Linked DNA regions of Mus musculus: region 1 is linked to region 2. Evidence: chromatin contacts called from public HiChIP or PLAC-seq data. All regions are on one chromosome and are shown on one strand. The core of a region is the stretch at or near the end of the contact, and the rest is flanking DNA. Distances in the headings are between cores, read along the strand shown.

Region 1 (2,700 bases), core at 114-2,613, 380 kb after region 2:
AAACCCAACTGGGACAAGAGAACCAGAAGTTATAAAAACAATGAAAAAAACCAAAACAAGAAAATAAACAACAGAAATACGGGAGAACTTGCTTTTCCTTTCATCTTAAAGGAGCCTTTCTTCAATGCTCCACAACTCGCTTCCAGCGCTATTAGTTAGGTCTGCTTATGTTTGGTGATGCTCCACTAAGCTTGGCACAATTCCATGTGCCTGGCAGAATCTGGATAGCACACTCACCAAGGCAGAGGGAATAAAGGCTGAAATCACAGTGCTGCAGGAGCTAGCGTGCTACCTAAAGCCGTCCTCTCCCACCTCCAGATAAGCAGTTCCAGAATACTGATTACTTTCCCAAAATAAGTTTAAATCCAAAAATGTCCAAGATCAGATTTGAGACTGAATTCAGATTTCTAAAAATAAAGCTAGCTTCCTGGATACGTGAGACATGGCTTTACCACTAGCTCTTTGGAGGCTAAGTAAGGCTGATCTCTGTGAGTTCCAGGCTAGCCACGGCTACATAGAGGCCCTGTCTCAAAATGAATGAATCTAGCACAATTCTCACCCCCCTCCACCTAAGCATTTTATTGTTTTCTATCAAAATGAATTAAACATCTCCCATTCCATCTCCTAAAAGGCATTGCTCATATGGCCAATCAAAAATATTTGTTAAATATATTAAACAAAAAAAGCAGACATTTTACTGTTGCTTGTTTATTTCAGTGCAAATAGTAGTAAACAGATACAAGCCCAGCAATTGGAAGGCTCTGCTTGGGAGGAACCTGAGTTTCAGGCCAGCTGTCTTAAAGAGCAACAAGCATACAAACAAAAAAAGACTAGAAATCTTTGTAAACTGTACTAAAGTTTCTCATTTCTTTTTGGTTAATTTTCTTGAGTTCTTGTTTTGTTTTGTTTGTTTATTGTTTTGTTTTGTTTTGGCTTACAATCATGACTACATCACTTTGTTCTTTGTAATATTTACATATCTTAGCTCAGTCGAGTTCATCTGATTGACAGTTCTTCCAGAACAGGGTCAACAGAAGGATTCTGAAACATTGAGCTCCAATGTAGATGAATTATAATCCAATGGCATGGCTGCCCTGGCAAGGGATCACATCCAAAGACCTAGGTCTGTATGATCCAGCTGGAATGTAGACATGCCACACACTTTTAACCCTTCTGGCTGGAATACAGACAATCCCTTAGCACACACCAGTATGTTTGTAGAAGGAAGAGGCCATGTTTGAAAAGTGGCTAATTGAGGAGTAAACAAAGTAATGAATCAGAGAAAGATCTGACAGAATGAGTCAGAAATAGGATACTCCCAATTCTTAAGAGGAAAGAGACGCACATGAAAGAGAAGCAATTTAAGAGGAGCCCAGAGACAGAGAAGGAGTCAGTTGGGAGTGCACTGAGTGCACTGAGTGCAGTGCAGAGAGTACAGTGCAGTGAGTATGGTGACTGCAGTGCAGTGAGGGCAGTGAGGTGAGTACAGTGCAGTGAGTGCACTGAGTGCACTGAGTGCAGTTCAGAGAGTACAGTGCAGTGAGTGTGGTGACTGCAGTGCAGTGCAGTGCAGAGAGTACAGTGCAGTGAGTATGGTGACTGCAGTGCAGTGAGGGCAGTGAGGTGAGTGCAGTGCAGTGAGTGCACTGAGTGCACTGAGTGCAGTGCAGTGGAGCTGAGTTCTTCCCTGAGTCCATGCAGTACAGTACAGGGCAGCAGAGGCAGCTGAAGACAAAGAATAAGAGGGAGCCAGAAGATTAGAACAGATTGCCAGAACAAAAGGTTGTATCTAGGGATGGGAATTGCCAATGAAAGTGCAAGCCCAGCAAAAGAACGCCAAAGACAGCACCACAACACACTCCCACAAACTCACAACACCAACACAAAGATAATGACCTAACTAAAAGGCTTAAGGATTTCAAAGTCTAGTTTTAAAAACAGGATCAACAACCATACACAGGAATTCTATAAACAGGTTAAGAAGTCAGTTAGGATCAACACAAGAAAGTTATGAAACAGATGAAAGTATCAGTAATTTTGAGAGAAAATTAAGGGAGAATTTGGCAAGGAAACATGCAAAAAAAGAGCCAAACCAAATTCTGGAAATGAAAGAAAAAAACCAAAGTCACAGCAGACCAGGACCAAGGGCTAAGGACTAGTTCCAGAGGGGGGCACCAGTTGGGACAATAACACATACAGGCTTACAGAAAGAAAAAAAAATTATGAAGATAACCAAAACTTCCAAGAAGTCCGGGATACATCAAGAAATCTAACCTAGAATCCATGGCCTAGCTTAAGGAGTTATGGCAAATCATGTAAAGAGGCTTAGACAAACTATTTTTTAAATTATAATTAAGAATTTCCTAGAGAAGAATTTCTCCACGGCATATTTAAATTAAAACAAACTAAACAAACAAAAAACACAAAATACTAATATCTGTAAAAGAACACACTAACTCACATTCAGAGGCAGAAAGATCAGAACAACATTAATCTTTCATTAGCAGTCCTCAAAGTCAGAAAAAGTATGGCCCTGAAACTGTCAACCAAAATTGCTATCCTTCCCTGAAAAGTTATCTATTAAAGTTGACAGAGAAATAAGAGTATTCTAGCACAGGAATTTCTTAGAGAAACTGTTATCACCAAGAAATTCACATAACTAGCAAAGACATCCAAAAACTGGGAGTCAAAATTTAGAAA
Region 2 (2,849 bases), core at 286-2,785:
CCTGTGGAAGCCAGAGGAAGGTTTGGATCCCCTGGAACTGGAATTACAGATAGTCGTGAGCTACCTACCAGGTGGGTGTTGGAAACTGAGTTTATGTCCTGTGGAAGAACAGCTACCTTTCCAGCCCATAATTTTATTTATTTACTTTTGAGACAAAGAATTACTTTGTAAACTGGGCTGGCTTCAAACTCACAAAGATCCCCTTTGGTGCCAGGATTGTCGGTGTACACCACCAACTCTCATCTGAGGTTTGACTACTGAAGCTCTAACCCAATCACGATCTTTACTCAACCTCACCCTTGATTTTTTTTTTAATTCAACTGTTTCTCTCATCTGGGTTTTTTTTTTTCCTCCTGTCTTCATCCTAACAAAATAAAAACGAATAAGATACATTATTCTTCCTTTTCCTCTGACAAAAGCCAAAGTTTCCAAAAGCATTTTATAATGTCCCCATGTCTCTCTCTTCTCCAAACTATTGCAATGTCTGTCAACTATCACCAATCCCTTGGTATTAAATTCAAATGATATTTCTCAGACTTCTTCTATCTCTTAAGAAGAGGCTATTTCTATGAAATAGTTTTTATTCCCTATATTGCCAGCTTTTTATTTATTTATATATATTTTTATTTATATATTATTTATTTGTTTTGCTTTACTCTTAGAGATGCTTGGAAGAATTTTTGGGGCAAGTTGTTTAAAATCCTTCAGTAACTCAATGGGTATAAAACGAATCCTAGGTTTATTATTCCAAATTTTACAAGACCTTTAAAGATCTAGCTTGATCCTCAGCCCTGATGGCGGTGGTCTCGGGGCTAAAAGGGCTCTTCCATTCTCCCCCCCAACCCAGTGATAGACTGTACTCTGAAATAGGATCTCACTAAGTTATCAGTTTGGCTTTACATTCCAGAGGTCAAGTGATCCTCCAGCCTCAGTTTCTGATAGCCTGAGGATTACACAATGTGAGCTACCACGTCTTCACATTTTCTTTTGTCTCAGAAAGCGAACTCTTAAACTTCTAACAAGAAACTTCCAGAAGGCGCTGCGTTGTTGTTGTTGTTCCCACTGCCTGGAAAACTCTTTATCTCGTAGACTTCCGAAGTACTCCTACTTATCATATCCTTCGTGACTTTAAGAGTAACTTCCTGTGTCAATCCTTCAGACATTCCTCAAAATAAATGTTTTGTTCATTGTTGGCCAAAGCTGCTTCGGAATTCCTGTGACCGTATTCTGTTAACTGAAAGGTATTTACGCATCTATTTCCCTGGTTTAAACGGGCCAAAACACCCTGTAGACTTTGGCAGTCGCGAGTTTTTCCTAGTCTTTCAAACACTAAAGCGTCCCGTGCAAGGCTGCCTTCAGGGATGATAGTTGGAAGAACTCCTCCCGGGGAGAATCTGTAGGGTTAACGGGTGACTTCCCAGGATCTCCGCCTGCGTGGCAGGAGATTTAACACCCTCTCCGCGGCGATTGGCTCCAGTGGTAGAGGTGTGTCTGCCCCGCGGCGCCCTGCGACTGCGCAGGCGCACAAGTCCTCCGGGCGCATGCGCGCGAGGGAGCGCGCACCCTGTCCGATCTTCTAGAGTCCGAGAACTGTGGAGGCTGGAGAGGAGTGGCCGGAGCCGCCGGGTGAGGCTTCTGGAAAGTAGCTGAGGGAACTAGTCAGCGGGACAGGTAGGATGATATCCCAAGGAGAAAAAGGGTGGTGGTGGTGGTGGTCCAACGTTTTGGGGGTCGGACTTGAGGGGAGAAGAGAGCTCCGGCCAGTCCTTGGTGGATTGGGCCGAGAAGGAGATCGCCAGGCGTTGGCGACCAGCGCGAGCCCTCGCAGGAAGGGAGGCGCTATGGTGGTGCCCTGGACTTGGGTGGTTCGGCTCCTCGTCCCTCACCTTCAGCCTCACGATGTTTCTCGTTAGTATTAACAGACTGTCTGGCTGGTGGCCCTAATGAACACATAGTTCTGAAATGGTTGTTAGAAGAATGACCCCGAGGGTCCTGGCGTTGCAGGCTCCACTGTCTAGGAAATTCCCTGCTTATCTTGAGGCTTCCCCGTGGGAAAGCGCCAAGAATATGGTCAGTCAAAAGATGATTTTTTTTTTCCTCAATTCGGTTTGTGTGTGAGGAAAGTATTTTAAAGTACTGTTACACTTCTTTCCTTCGTCCTTAATCATTAGTCACTGCACTATTTGGAAAAGCAAACTGGCGGTAGAGGAAGCGAAAAACAACCGAGTTGAGGAAAAAGATCTTTCCTTTTTGCTGTTTGTCATTTGGGTAGGTTTGGGCTGGGGGCACGGATGGGATTGCAGAAGAGTTTAGAAACTGGCAGCTTTTGACAAGTGTTCTCAGAAAATAGTATAGTTTCTTACTTGAAGAAAATAAGTATCTTACTTGTGAAAATAGTATAGTTTCTTACTTGAAGATATTTTTTAAGGATCGAAATAACTTCATTTGCCCTGCTGCCTTTTAAGAGGGTTTTGAGATATCCTGGTAAAATGCTAGTAGTTCAGTCATAGCAAGGTAAAATAGATCCTTCTCACGTTCTTCTTTTTCTTGGAAAATACTATGCATAAATTCTGTGAGGCCCTGGGCAGTAGTGGTGCACACCTTTAGTCCCAGTACTTAGGAGACAGAGGCAGATGGATATCTGTGAGTTCGAGGTCAGTTTGGTCCAATGAGGCATTACTTGTTAAAGCATTTTTTTTTTAAAAGACATGATCTCACTATGTAGCTCAGGCTGGCCTGGAATTCAGAGATCTGCTTGCCTCAGTCTCTCAAGTGCTGAAATTAAAGGCATGCACACACACACACACACACACACACACACACACACACACACACACACACACACAAAG

What was found. HiChIP or PLAC-seq counts read pairs in DNA pulled down with a chosen protein or histone mark.
Region 1: a contact with region 2 is called in a FOXA1 HiChIP or PLAC-seq map of pancreatic cancer cells. The contact joins the enhancer-like site here to the promoter of Snap23 in region 2. A contact is called at or near these places in 7 of 39 promoter capture datasets (the C10 cell line, cranial neural crest, hematopoietic stem and progenitor cells and 2 more), 5 of 115 datasets of contacts at active chromatin or transcription factors (embryonic stem cells, extraembryonic endoderm stem cells, pancreatic cancer cells and 2 more) and 2 of 9 other capture datasets (liver and pancreatic islet).

What each region holds. Positions count from the first base shown.
Region 1 is chr2:120,951,193-120,953,892 of GRCm38.p6, forward strand. All of the region lies in intron 4 of Ubr1 (ubiquitin protein ligase E3 component n-recognin 1), which reads right to left. Among named protein-coding and RNA genes, the nearest start is that of Ubr1, 18 kb to the right of the region's middle. Within about 2 kb of position 1,364, at least 19 of the 459 cell types and tissues checked have an H3K27ac peak or open chromatin away from gene starts, as enhancers often do. A contact at or near this core is called in pancreatic cancer cells and pancreatic islet, where this site is marked.
Region 2 is chr2:120,566,136-120,568,984 of GRCm38.p6, forward strand. Snap23 (synaptosomal-associated protein 23) reads left to right here and starts at 1,536. Exons shown (of 8, transcript NM_009222.3): 1 at 1,536-1,671.